2 separate regions of the Mus musculus genome follow, and region 1 is linked to region 2. The links are chromatin contacts, called in public Hi-C maps. All regions are on one chromosome and are shown on one strand. Each heading gives the region's core, a stretch centred on a gene start, on an enhancer-like site or on the middle of the called end of the contact. The rest is flanking DNA. Distances are from core to core; before and after follow the strand shown.

Region 1 (7,344 bases), core at 2,116-4,615, 190 kb before region 2:
AGTGGACATTCCAAATGGTGAATTTTCCATATTATGAGTCTTATTTTATGACACTTCCAAAAACCATTTCTTGGATTATCAGACTTTATTTTTTAGAGAACTTTAAGGAAAACATGCACAGAAATGGTTCTTAAGGTTCCCATACTCCCTGTACTGCCAGTACAGCAGCCTCTCCTGTGTTAGCATATTGCCTTGGCAAGTGCTACTGTCTGAAAGTCCATTGCTTGCAGCGGGCCCCAGTCTGGGTAGTGTTGTAGATTTTGATAAGAGCATAATGTGTGTACCTACCAGAAATTTCATGGGCAATCATTTCACTGCCCTGAAAATCCTGAGGGCCACCTGGGGCTGCTCACTTTCCTGTCACCTCCCAGGCCCTCCCCTCACCTGCTGGGCCCTCCCCCCACCTCCCAGGCCCTCCCTCCACCTCCGAGGCCCTGCCCCCACCTCCTGGGCCCTCCCACCAAACTCTTCTGTCCCTGTAGCTTTGCCTTCCAGGTCTCCAGTCTAGTTGGAGCCTTTCAGACTGCGGGGAATCCTCCACGAGGCAATTACACCGCTCACTTTTCTCTGTGTATGCCTTTGGCTCCATCAAACGCTATTCCACTGTATGGATACCCCACCACATTTTGTTTATTCACTACCTTCTGAAAGGTGTCTCGGCTGCTACCGAGCTTCGGCAATTACAGCAACTACGAATACAGTGGCTGTAAACCATGCTTGCATGTTTCCAACGTTCCTGCACGGTTTCTGGGTATGCATTAAGTTCTTCAACTCCTTCAGAGTAAGTACCTCCAATTATGGTCCCTGGAGCATGGTAGGATTGTTTTTACATTCATAAGAAACTACAATGCTGTCTTCCTACCTGGCCAAGGGCATCTTGCAATTGCACTAGCTGGGACTATGTATTCCCCTTGCCCCGAACCCTTGCCAGTGTTTGGTGGGGGTAGTTGTGCGGGTCTCGCCATTTTGGTAAGTGTGTAATTGCTGTTTTAATTTGCTTGTCCCTAATGACCGCTGATACTGGGCATCTTTCCATATACTCATTAATCTTTAAACTTCCTTATGTGCACGAGCATTTTCCAAGCATTTACGTATGTGTGTTGCATGCATACAGTACCTGAGGAGGTCTGAAGAGGGAGTGTGATCCCCTGGAAACCGAGTTACAAATGGTTGTGAGCCATCACGTGGGTGCTGGGAACTGAAAACTGGGACCTCTGGAAGAACAGCAAGGGCTCTTAGCTGCTAAGCCATCATAATTTCTAATGAGATGTGACTGGAGCCCCGCTGTATGACACCCTTCCTCTGGGTTCTAAGTGAGGGGTTTAATTTCTCCTTTTCCCTGTGGAGCAGAATTATGGACACCAGCCACTTTGTTGGCATTTGTTTTTCAAATATTCCTACCAATATGTACGACTTTAATGGCCTTTCTTCTTTTTCCAGTCTGCAGTTACCTGGTGAAACGATTGCTAGGCTGTGAGAATCATCTGGGGTGGAGATGGGGGACTGAGTTCGAGCTATCTGGGGACAGGGAGGGTTGAGGTTCGGTGTGTGAATTGTATGCGGTCATTTCTCGGGTTTCTCTGTGATTCTGCCTGTCGGTTAGTGTTAATCGTCATTCTGACAGGCTCTACAGTCACCTAGGAGACAAGCTTCTGGCTCACCCGTCATGAAGTATCTAGATTAATGTTAGCGCCTGAGAATGTCTGAGAAGTCGTCTTCATTATGTCAATTGATGTGGGAAGATATATCTTAACTGTGGACTGGACCAGTCCCTGTGCAGAGATGCGGGACTGTGTTAAAGTGAGTGGGACACTAGCACGCATGCGTCCCTCCATGCTTCCTGACTATGGATACCACGTGACCAGCCACGTGACCAGATGCTTTGAAGCCCCCGACTACTATGACTGCCCTACCACGATGGACTGACTTTTAAGTTGTAGGCTGGAATAAACCGTTCTCCCTTATGTGGCTCTTGGCAGAGTTTTCTTATTAAAACCACAAAAGAGAAACTAAGGCACGTAAATCCCAGAAGTGCTCTGGGAGACCAGGCGTGAAGCTGAGATTTGCACACAGCTACATTGCCACCCAGCTGGGCCATTGTTATTTGCAGCTTGGAAGGAGCCTGGAAACAGTTCTGTGGCCCCACTTTTCTCACTTCCTGTGACTGCAAGTGCGGTTTTACCCTCCTGAAGTGTAGATGAGAAAAGACACGGGTAAAAGTGGCACCAAACTAGAAGAGGGCAGGATGGGCCAAGTTCTCTCCCTCTGTCCACCAGTCCTTTCTGCTTTGTTGAGGGCCCAGGATCAGTGCAGCTTGAAGTTGTGGCTTGGACCGGGCAGAGCAGAGTTCATTGCTGGGCATCCCCCCACTCCCGAGAAACTGAGAATGCTGTGAGTGTTGCAGGGTCCTTCTGCCCCCCCCCCCATCTTCTACCTCCTTCCTAACAAACAGAGGAATGGGGTTTCCCTGTCCCACCTGGCTGGTTCTCCTTCTGCCCCACAAACCGGTGGGAAAGGAAGCAATTTTTGTCCCCTGTATGGCCTCTTTCCTAACCTTACCTCTCCCAACTCGCCATTACCCAGAGCTGAAAATCAGGAGTCAATGATGTTTGTCCAAACAGCTGTCTTTGAGGTGAAGAGTTGACTGGCGATTTTCAATGATCTTCTTATCTAGGAACCAAACACATGTGCGTATCTCACTGCGCAGCGAAAGCAAGTCAGCAAGTCAGAGAGGAAAATGTTTATTATATGCACAGCCTGAGTATTCCTTATTCAACATGCTGGCGACCGGAAGTGCTTAAGAGTCTGGCCACTTTGGGACTTGGGAATAGTTGTATATATCTTGAGTCTAGGACCAAAGTCTATGTTTTGTATGTCTGTTATAAATGTTATAGATGAAAGTAATCTTACACAGTGTATTTACTAGACCTTTGTTTTGACTGTGCTCTGTCAGTAGGCTGGGGGTAGTGGTCTCTAGTTGCCGGATTCGGGGTGCGGAGCTGATTAATTCAAGTTGTCAATAGTTAAGAAATACAAGACACTGGCCTGCAAGAACTGAAGATAACATTTGCGGTGCCAAGTATAATTGAGATACATTTATTGTCTTTGGACTCCTACTCGGCCTTCTGCAGGAGAGGAGGCAGGCTGTAGAGTGACCTGGTTTATGCAGGATCATAATCTAGCCCAGCACCGGTTAGACCCCAGATTACTCCGAGCAAAGCTAAGCATACACAAAAGTTACTCGCCAGATTTGCTCTGCCTTCTGAGGTTTTTAACCACTCACCTTCCCTTCCGGGCAGGGCATGTTTACCAGGACATTTTTAGAGAGTGTCATAGCACATCCTGTTGCTTTTTATGTTAGCGATGGGGGTGGGCAGTCAGGCGCTCCAGTGTCATGAGATGTAAACCCTGCTGCCGCTGCCCCTGCTGTAGAGGGCGTGTGCACAGGTCTTGTTTTTCAGCGCAAGGCTTTCTGGGATGAACTAAGCATCCTGAACGCTTCAGAGAAATGCATCTAGAGCCTCCCATAAGTGGTCCAGCTCTCCAAGAGTTGCACGCTCGGGGTCTCAGCCCCATTCTCCTGGCTGCATGTATGTCTGTCCTCAGCTACTGGGCACCATTGAGGTTCTACTCCACAGCCCAGTTTCACGCCGACTACTCCAGATGTCTTTTAGTTAGCACTTCTTCAGTAATTTCTTAAACAAATCACTAACCACAATATGACTTCCCTTCCATAATATAAATCTCGGACAGCAGTGCTTGCGATTAATATGCAGTTAGGGGCGGCTGAACTATCATGACCCATCTGAGGTTGGTTAGCTACCGCAGGCTATTTTTCAAGCATTTTGAAATCTATTTTGTAACACTCCTTAGACACACTTTGCAAACACATTCCCTCGAGTGTTTAAACCCTCGCGCATCTTAAGGGAAATATAACCCATATGTTTCCCATTCATTTTGCATTTAACTCATCAAAGTTGTTTTTTAAGAGCGGTTTGTTTTCTACGAAGTCGTAAGAACCCTCTCATGAAGTCTGTTAGCCTTTAAAAGCCTTCCCCCCAATCTTAACTTATTCTCCCTGGATAGATGTGGATAACGTATTTTAGCTTGGTTTAAGCTAACAGAGCTTGAAGTCTAAGCTAGCTCCGGATTGAGGATAATAAATTAGTCTGATTTCACGGTGAGAATTGGCTTCCCTCTCTGATTTTCCAAGCAGATACCAGCAAAGGACTTGCAAAATGTGCCTTTGAAGGGGAGCGGTCACTGCCTCTCACACTCAGTGGAGGCAGCCTATTCACACATGTACCCTAAACTAGTTACCCGTCATGCACACTGGAGTTATATTCTTCATCATGCATTCAGGTATACCAGAAAAGACGCTCATTTTAATTCAGCAGGCAGGGGCTGGAGCCACAGCACAGTTGGTATAGCGCTTGCCTGCCACGTGTGAAGCTCTGATTGAATTCTGTAGTACTACAAGAAAAACAGGCCTATGATCCCAGGGCTCAGAAGGTAGAGGAGGCAGGAGGATCATCCTGAGCTACAAACAAGTTTGCGGCCAGGGTGCCTGAGACCCTGCCTTGTAAAGAAATGAGAAATGATTTCTGATGGGTTCGCTTAGTTTTCCCTGAGTAGGTTGTGTCCCCCCTTATCCAAAGGTGATGCAGACTGTGGAGTTCTTTGGAGTTCTTTGCATTTGGGGGGCGTTTACACAGATTTTACCGATTGAGCACACCCAGTCGAAAACTCTTGAAATCCAAAGTGGTCCACAATCTAGAGAGAGCATCAAGTCTATTCTCCAGAGCTTTAGATTGGTGACTTTCAGATTGCAATTCTCAACTTTCCCCGAAACTTTTTATAAGCTATAACTCTCAACCAAATCAATAATTTATTGTGAAGTCACAATAATTGTTCTCATCTGTATTTCAGAAATAGTCTCCACTGGAGATTTAAGTTCAGCAGGTTCCCCCATTGCCTAGCAGTGGGGTTTTGAGACCAGCTTTCTGTTTAGCTCTGATTAAACCAGTTAATGGTACGGTGTAAGTAAGGTCATTGCAGCGGAGGGCCAAGGAAGCCTGCCTGCCGACAGCTGATTGGACACTGTCATAAGCCACAGGGGCTTGGGAAAGAGCTGCAGCATCCATCGTAGCAACAGAAAGGGGCTTGCTGGAGCATCTAGACACAGCTCAGAAAGGAGCCTGAGAACAACAGAGAGCTGCACTATTTCCATACAGTTCCTGGGAGGGAAGCATGCAGTGTGCATCTGCCAACCACAGGATGCACCCCAGAACCCCGACCTTTAATAACTATTTTTGTTTTAGAATTTATTTAGCAGATACATCTTTTGGGTGCCTTTCAGAGTAACTCAGCTTTGCAGAGACTCACTAGTTTGTGCCACAAAGGGCTCTCTTAATGTTTTAGTGAGACTAGACTGAGAGGTTAATTTAAAAACAAAAAACAAAACAAAAACAAACAAATAAAAAACAAAAAGAATCAGCCCTTAGACTTAGTTGAAACTAAAACAAGAATAACTTTACTCTCTTTGTAATTTTCCGATGTGATAATTTTACAAAAGGAACCCACAGTTTTTAAGGACTACGGAGAGCAGTATTAGTAGAAGTGTTTGTAGAAATCACTTTCTCCTTTCTCCCAGCCATGGCCGTCAGTCCCCCTCCCCTTAACTATGGGGCTGGATACTGCCAGCCCTCTTCCCTAACCTAGAATAGTCCACCCCAGCTTTGACATTGCTTCCAACCAGGAAAAAAAAAAATGTGAGCTGCAGCCAGGTTTGTGCTGGTGTGTTCTCCCAATGTCAGCACTCAGGAGCTGGGCAGAGGACCATGGGTTCAAGGCCTGCTCCAGCTATATAGGGAGTTCCAATAAAAAAGGCAGCATTGCATAGCGAGACCTTGTTGAAAAACAGAGAGCCAGGGATGCAGCCCAGTGCTGGCTAAAGCCTCTACGTGCAAGGCCCTGGCTTGACTCACAGAACCACCCAACCAACACACACAAACATCTACCCACACCCCACCCCACACCCCTGCTAATCTATTGATGGCTTGTAGGACGTTTGTAACTGACAGCATTTGTATATAATTCTAAGAACACAATGTAGAAATTTTAACACTTAGACTCGTGAACACTGAAAACCTTATCAGCACAAAATCTTTACAAAAATGGTGAATAGACTGTGTTAAAGAGCCATGGGGTTAAATGTGTTTCATCTGTGGGTGTAGCAATTTGGGGACACTGATTTTGTGTATTCCAGCGCTTAATCTCAGTGGTTGCTACTGCTCTCAGAGTTACTTTACGACAGTGTAGAGGTCCAGACAGAACTCACTGGCTACAAGTCTATGTCCTGAAAGCATCATCTTTAAGTATTTCTTTGGGTCAGGAACACCAGGAATCCTCTCTGGCAGTCAGCCGTTGTCGCCTGTAGTTATATGTGTGGGCTTTAGAATATGCCCTGTATTCCCCTGTGTGGCCCCAGGCCCCTACCCATCAGCCATCTTCTCCACACCTTCTCCTCCCCGCTCTCCCACCCACCCCCCATCTTTGCCCAACTCTGGAAAGCTGTTTTCTTGCTCGCTTCAGGGTGAGATCAACTTTTTAATGAGCTTCATTGCAAACCGTGCCCACTAATTATGCAGGAATTTTTTGTTTAACTTTCAAGTTTTCCTTGATGTTCCTCTGCCCCCCTCACATTAATTGGAAGGTCGAAGTTTTGTATTAACAGTGCAAAATCCACCAAGCCTCTTCCTTTAGAGGTTTTTTTTTTTCTTTTTTTTCTTCTTCTTCTTTTCAACAAATAGGAAAATTGCTTCAAACGTAAGTTGCCGTATTAAGAGTCTTAATAAGAGACTCTACGTTTTTGGCAACAAAACCCCGTAACAGTGGGAAGATTTCTCAACACCCGTCTCCATCTGACAGATTCCTTTTTTAAATGATCATTGTTCCCTCATTTTAAAAGAGAATCAAATTATACACAATTGAGATAAGCATTTCATTGTGTGTGAATACATACTGTGGTTGCTATGCTCTGCGTATCTGCGTATATACTTGCTATGCTATGCATAGCAAACGTTTAATAAAAACCAACACCCGCCCTTTCTGTGCGAGAGGCACTGCAGTGCTCTCCATTGACTTCCTTCTGTAAAACTGCTAGGTCTGAAGCAGAAAACTGGGTCCCTCTCCAGCTGGCCCCTGCACGCACCCCCCCACCCCAACCCACCCCCGGCCCCACAGTGTATCAGTGCTGGACTCTTAGTGGCCCTTTCTGGAAGTGGGCTGGGGTGTAGCAGAAACCCCTGACCCTGTCTGCATGCTACCATGGTGCTCCTGACT
Region 2 (7,009 bases), core at 878-3,377:
CATCAATAAAATAAGCATTACTTGAGTGGATACGCTAAGGTGCCCTGACCATCCACTGGTAGCATGGACAGCTATTGTGTGACTTGTGGCAGAGAGCTTATACATGTACTGGGCACAGAGATGGTGTGTGCCCCAGAAAGAATGGGACAGGCAGTCTGACTCCACCATGTTGTCAGAATGGCATGCAATGTTCTGATGGTTTGAATAAGAATGGCCCCCGTAGGCCCACAGACTTAGATGCTTGGGGGGAGGGCCCCAGGGGTGACACCATTTGAAAGAAGTAGGAGCTATGGCCTTGTTGGAGGAAGTGAGTCATGAGGGATGGGCTTTGAGGTTTCAGAACCCCAAGCCAGGCGCAGAGGTTCTCTCTCTTCTGCTGCCTGTGGGCACATGCAGAACTCTCAACTTCTCCAACACCATATCTGCCTGTGCGCTGCCTTGCTCCCTGCCATGACAATTGGCTACAAACCAGCCTGAAACTATCAACCAGCCCCAGTTCAATGCCCTCTTGTATAAGAGTCATAGTCATGGAGTCTCTTTACAGCAATAGAAGGCCAACTAAGACAATGTAAAACTTATTATTTCTAAGAGTTTTGGACCACGGTTGGACCTCAGGAGGCCACGCCACAAGCATTAGTCACCACCGTGTAGGTCATTTTAACTTTAATTTTTTTTTTCAAATAAGTACAATACTAAGTGCACTCAATATTCTTGAAGTTCTTTCTTGATGCTAAAATAGGCAGTATCCTTGGGCTGGGTCAAAATGCCACACACGCTTGAAGACTTAATAAGTTTCGTACTTGTTAGCAGATTACCATCAGAAATGTCAAGCTAATTATTGCTCTCAACAGAAACAAAAATGAAGGAGAGTCTACCCATGTCGGATTTGGCATTTTGTGTTTGTAAAGCATTTCCAGAGCTGTGTGGGGAAAGATTTAATCTCGGGCTTGCTTGTTACCTCTTTGATTGCTTGTGACATTTTTAAGTACGTGTGGCTCTGGCACATGAAAACAAAAGATAATGTTACAAGAATGGATATATATATATATATATTTAAACAGTGCTATTAGAGACAATTGAGCTACAGGGAACTGTACCTGCTTAACATAAACATTGGAATGTTCTGGAACATGTGGACCTGTGAACAGTAAGGACAGAAGGAAGTTTCCACTTCACCCTCCAAAGGTTCACGGGAGTGAACTGCCCATAGACTGGTGAATAAGAGAGAAAGGTATAGAGAGAGTGTCTCACACACATCACTTGTCAATTAAAAAAGATAGCCAATGAGCTGAGGCAGGAAGTAGGGGGTGGGACACTGGCAAGAAGAGAGTGGATTCTGGGAAACGGTGAGACCACAGAAAGGTGGGTGGGTTCATTTAACATGTGATTCCCCAGGGAGCCAATGAGTGATAGATGCTTATCTGCTCCGCCTCTTAGGAGAGAAGAAAGGGGTGAGCCCCAAGGCCACACCGTGGCTTGTGGCTTGAATGTAAGTCCGTCCCTCTGACTCTCTCAGCTGCTTTTCCAGTAGAGCTCAGGCCCACCTACCCAGGAATGGCACTACCTACCTGGGTCTGGACCGTCCTGTATCAATAATTGATCAAAAACCGGTGGCCACAGGCCAATCAATGTGTGTTACCTCAATTTTGGTTCCCTTTCTCCTAGCGGAAGGTAACTATGACAACTGTACAGGAGGAAACCTAGAGGACCTTGAATGTTACAAACTTTATTTATTTATTTATTTATTTGGAACATAACATTTTTATTGATCCTCTGGGAGTTTCACATCACGTACCCCGATCACATTTACTTCCCAATCTTTTATTGTCTGACCCGACTTGTGACCTCACCCCACCCCACCCCACCCCCAGCCAAAAAAAGTAAAAATAAAAATAAGAATTAAAAAAGAAACAAGTCCAATTTGTGTTATTTATATACTCATTGGACTGGGGCATGGTCACTCTCCCAGTGGTCTGTCCCTTGAATAGAACTGAGTCCTCCCCCCACACCTCTGCCTGAAGCCATCCGTTGTGGAGAGTACTTCAGCATCTCTGTCACACTGTTATAAGAGTTCTCTTCAGTGGCTTCCTGTCTAGCTGTTACTTTGGGGGTGGGGGCAGGAGGAGGATGGGGTTGTCACAGAAACCTTCCATGTCCCTTCCTTGCAGCTGTGCATCTGCTGTCATCGATATCACAGCGAAAGTAACCTCCTTGCTCTTCAGTCAGCTAGAGCACCATCATGGGCCTCTGCGTGGTTTCTGGTGACAGCACAGACCACAAACACAGCCCCTGATTACAGTGGACCACAGACCCTTACAAGACCCTTGGAGGCAGCCCAGACTGTGGGCTTCACCATGGCCCTCAGGTGGCCACTCAGATCAGTATGGCCCATGACAGCTGCACAGCCCACAGACATCCACATGGCCTTCAGTGACAACACAGGTCACGGACATTGACACAGACTGTCCCTGGCTGCAGTAGAACCCAGTAGGACCCGGACATTACCATGGCCACAGAGGGCAGCTCGAAGGTCCCCCGTATAATTATGGCCTATGGTGGAAGCACAGCCTATAGACATCAACGTGGGTTCAGGCTGCAGCACAGACCATGGACATCCACATGGCCCTTGGTGGTAATGTGGGCCACAGACATCAATACTGTCCCATCTTCATGTTATAAACTTTAAATAAGTAGATTTAAACTTTAAATACAGTAGATTTTATTTGAGATGAAAAACACAAACCATGAAAGAATGGGTAGAGTTGGTCTCATTAAAATCAAACATTTTTAGCTGTGCAAGAGACTGTTCAGAGAATAAAACAAAAAGCTACATCCTGGAAGAAAAATACTCGTGATTCGCATACCTGATAAACAATTTGCACCCAAAATTGACCCGTCCAGCAGGCCCAGTTATTCGTGGGTCTCGAGGGGACTGCTCCTAAAACTAAATGGGGGGTGGGGTGAGAGAGAAACGGAGGCCAAGCACAGAAAAGAGACGGAGCCAATCTGAATCTTGTCAAGGCCTCGTTGTATTCAGCAAAGCTTGTAGTTTTTATACAAAAAGATCAAAGGGGAAATAACCCTTACGCAGAAGGGCAGTGGGGAGCAGTGGTAATTTTCCTTGGTGACTACAAGGGGAAGTATGATATCTAAAAGTACATCTTGTGGTTATGACATCTGCTGTTTGTGTCATGTGGGAAGCCACATGCGCCATTGCAGGGTGGTGCTGGCCACCACTGGCCACCACACATACATAGGCAGTAAAGTTTCTTGCCAAGATGAGGTTTTGAGAGTTAACCAATCAGATGAGAGACAAGTTAACCAATCAGATGAGAGAAAAGTTAACCAATCAGATAAGAGACATGTTAACCAATCAGATGTGAGATATGCAAATGAGGTGGTAAGCATAACCCATGCATAACCAATCCGTGTGTGAGACACGCCTCTCCTAGGTCTTTATAAGCAGCACCAGTTCTGGGCTTGGGGTTTCTCTTCGCTTCTGCAATCAGTCTCTCCCAATAAACATGTGCAGAAGGATCCTGTTCAGCATCATTCTTGCTGGTGAGTCGGGTGCGTGCAAGAAGTGGTGCCAAAATCCGGGAAAAGAAACATCTTCAGGCACGAGCGAAGACCCCCTGCTACAGGGAGGATTCAGAACTGCATCACGGGGAAGGAGCGGTTAATAAAGTGTTCCCGTAAAACAGACTGCTGAGAAGGATCCGGCGTGGATTCAGAACTCTTCAGCTGAGGAACGGTGGTACCAGTAAGTCTCCCAAATTGATCCCCGCGTTAAAGGGGGATATGTTTTTTTAAGAAAAAGGAAAAGAAAAGGGAGGAAAAATGAAGGAATCAGTGATAAAGAAAAGGAAATAGTGAAGGAAAGGAAAAGGGAAAGGAAAGGAAAGGAAAGGAAAGGAAAGGAAAGAAAGGAAAGAAAGGAAAGGAAAGGAAAGAAAGGAAAGAAAGGAAGGAGAGAAGGGAAAGAGAGAAGAGAAGGAAAGAAAGGATTGAGACGATAAGGTTCCCGGCTTTGGGACATGTTAAGGTTCATGAGTTATGCTTTTTTCTCCCATTGACTCTTTGTGGGTAGGTCTGATAGTTTTGGTCTTGTTTGTTCTGATATATGGACTCTGTTACTGTTTGAAACTGTGTGTAGAGGCAGTCAAGACAGGTCAGAAAATCCTTACAGAGCAACAAGAGAGTATGTCGGAAGAGGAGAAGGGCTTAAAAAAAAAGAAAGAAAAAGAAAGGAGACACAGTGTTATCAGGTGGACAGAAAGGACAAAATAAAAGAGCCGAGGCGGAGGAGGAAGGCGAATTAGCTTCTGCGCCCCCTCCCTATGCCTCCTCAGCAGCCACCTATAGGCAGACCTTCTGTCCGGAGGTTTGGAGAGAGGTTAGATTCTCCTTGCTGGGATGTCCTATTTTCACCGACTAAGCAAGGCAGAGATATCATGAGCCTCTAGATTTCAAAGTAATCAGGAATTTGGCTGAGTCCATGCAGACGTACGGCTTAACTGCCTCCTATACTGTGACTCAGGTAGAGACCTTGAATAGACACTGCATGATGCCGTCTGATTGGGCAGTCTTGGTGAAGGCATGCCTTTCACCTGGGCAGTATTTAGATCGGAAAGCCTTCCTTATTGAATTTGCAAATGAACAGGCAGCGTCTAACTCTGCTGCAGGAAATCCAGCATGGGATAAGGATATGCTGCTTGGTCAAGGTCGCTTTGCACAACAACAGACAGGACATCCAGTGCAGGTGTTTGAGTAGGTGAATCAGATTGCCATAAGGGCGTGGAAATCATTGCTCACCTGTGTTGACAGTGTTGACGTGGGCAAGAGGGTCTGTTTGTGTGTTTCCTCAGGATCACCGACAACAGCTGTGGGTCCCAGAACGGCTGACCAGAGCAATTCAAAGCAAGCAGAGCTATGAGGACGTGGATGTTCCTGTGGCTGGGGGTGCTCCCGCTAGTGAGAACTGAAGAGCTCTGTGTTCCTGAAACCATGCTGTTGACGCATTCAGGTGTTTCCTCAATTCTTTACATCTAATGCCAGATTTTAAGCCTTAATGGAACTCAAATAGAACCCGTCATTGTTGGCAATTTTACCTCTTGGCTTACCTCTGCTTTTTCTTACTTTAAGGAATGGGTGGGAGTGATTTTGTTTGGTGCTGCCATATGCTGTGGACTGGTGTTCATGCTCTGGTTGGTATGCAAGTTCAGAACCCAACAAAAACGTGACAAGGTGATTATAACTTAGGCACTTTTAGCTATTGAAAACAGCACCTCCCCTGAAGTTTGGTTATCTATGCTCAAGAATTAGTCGGCATCTGAGTTCTCTGCTCTTGCACCCCATGGATTTATAGATCCATTGCACTGGAATGAGAGAGACTCAACGATCATTGATCAGCCCTTGCACATCACTGAGGTTTCCTCATTGTACGCGATAGGGTGATCATGACTTCCCTACTAATTCATTTTTTGGCTGGCCTCTTTTGTAGAGTTCGCCCTAGGTCATCTAGCAGCTATTGTCACACAGAACTGCGGTATCCAGAGACGGGCAACTTTCCTCATGCACAGACCAACCTAAGACACGGGACCCAGTGGCGATAGGGTTACCCTATGACGGGTAAGGCTGTGACATTAGAGGAACGACCTAAAACAGCAGCCACGGTGGATGGACATAATTGCACAGGCCTAGTCCAGCCTCATTTTATTAAAACAAAAGGGGGAGATGTGGGAAGCCACATGTGCCGTTGCAGGGTGGCACTGGCCACCACTGGCCACCACACATACATAGGCAGTAAAGTTTCTTGCCAAGATGAGGTTTTGAGAGTTAACCAATCAGATGAGAGACAAGTTAACCAATCAGATGAGAGACAAGTTAACCAATCAGATGAGAGACAAGTTAACCAATCAGATGAGAGACATGTTAACCAATCAGATGTGAGACATGCAAATGAGGTGGTAAGCATAACCCATGCATAACCAATCCGGGTGTGAGACACGCCTCTCCTAGGCCTATATAAGCAGCACCAGTTCTGGGCTTGGGGTCTCTCTTCGCCTCTGCAATCAGTCTCTCCCAATAAACGTGTGCAGAAGGATCCTGTTGCAGCGTCGTTCTTGCTGGCAAGTCTGGCGTGCGCAAGAGCGTCAGTCAGGTCTGGAGTCATCTTGTGTAATTGTTGGTGTCCTTCATCTGGACTTAGTCAGCTTGGGGAGGGGGTCAACTGGAACAGTCTGTTGGTGACCTTTGTCTGGATTTAGTCAGCTTGGGGAGGAGGTTCAGCTTTATGTCTTAAGACTTGGTGGTCATCTTTTTCACTTGGATTATTATAAAGAATTTAGTTTTGGCTCCCAACACAAAATATACAATATATATTTTCAAGTTTATTTGTTTTATGTGTGCATTTTCCTGTGTGTCTGCCTGTGCACCATAGGGGTGCAGTGCACACAGAGGCCAGAAGACGGCGTCAGATTCCCTAAAACTAGAATTATGTATGGTTGTGAGTTCCTATGTGGATGCCGGGGGGAACTAACCTGGGTCATCTACAAAAGCAGCCAGTGCTCTTAACCACTGAACTGTCTCTCCAGCCCTCAACAATTTACACTTAAAACGCAAAAATAAGAAAGATCCCAAGTTTAATAGTGGACAAAAGGTCTGAATGAACAGTATACAAAGAAGAAAGCAGGAAAGTATCCAAAAAAAGATGCCCAAAGAAGAAGAGGAGGGAAGGAGAGGGAGAGGGAGGAGAAGCAGAAGAGCAGGAGGAGGAAGAAGAAGAAGCAGAGAGGAGGGGAGGGGAGGGGAGGGGAGGGGAGGGGAGAGGAGAGGAGAGGGGAGGAGAGGGGAGGAGAGGGAAGGGGAGGGAAGGGGAGGGAAGGGGAGGGAAGGGGAGGGAAGGGGAGGGAAGGGGAGGGAAGGGGAGGGAAGGGGAGGGAAGGGGAGAAGAGAAGAAGGGAGCATTCAGAACCTGCTCAGTTCTATGGCTCAGGGGTTCAGGATG

The links. Hi-C and Micro-C count contacts between places; a contact is called where the count stands out from the background.
Region 1: a contact with region 2 is called in a Hi-C map of natural killer cells, with 7 times the contacts expected there. The contact joins two enhancer-like sites. A contact is called at or near these places in 2 of 484 Hi-C or Micro-C datasets (large pre-B cells and natural killer cells), 1 of 115 datasets of contacts at active chromatin or transcription factors (memory CD8 T cells) and 1 of 9 other capture datasets (pancreatic islet).

Annotation. Positions count from the first base shown.
Region 1 is chr5:148,862,767-148,870,110 of GRCm38.p6, reverse strand. No RefSeq gene overlaps it. Among named protein-coding and RNA genes, the nearest start is that of Gm36405, 57 kb to the right of the region's middle. Within about 2 kb of position 3,365, at least 64 of the 459 cell types and tissues checked have an H3K27ac peak or open chromatin away from gene starts, as enhancers often do. A contact at or near this core is called in memory CD8 T cells and natural killer cells, where this site is marked.
Region 2 is chr5:148,674,924-148,681,932 of GRCm38.p6, reverse strand. No RefSeq gene overlaps it. Among named protein-coding and RNA genes, the nearest start is that of Gm36140, 45 kb to the right of the region's middle. Within about 2 kb of position 2,127, at least 50 of the 459 cell types and tissues checked have an H3K27ac peak or open chromatin away from gene starts, as enhancers often do. A contact at or near this core is called in memory CD8 T cells and natural killer cells, where this site is marked.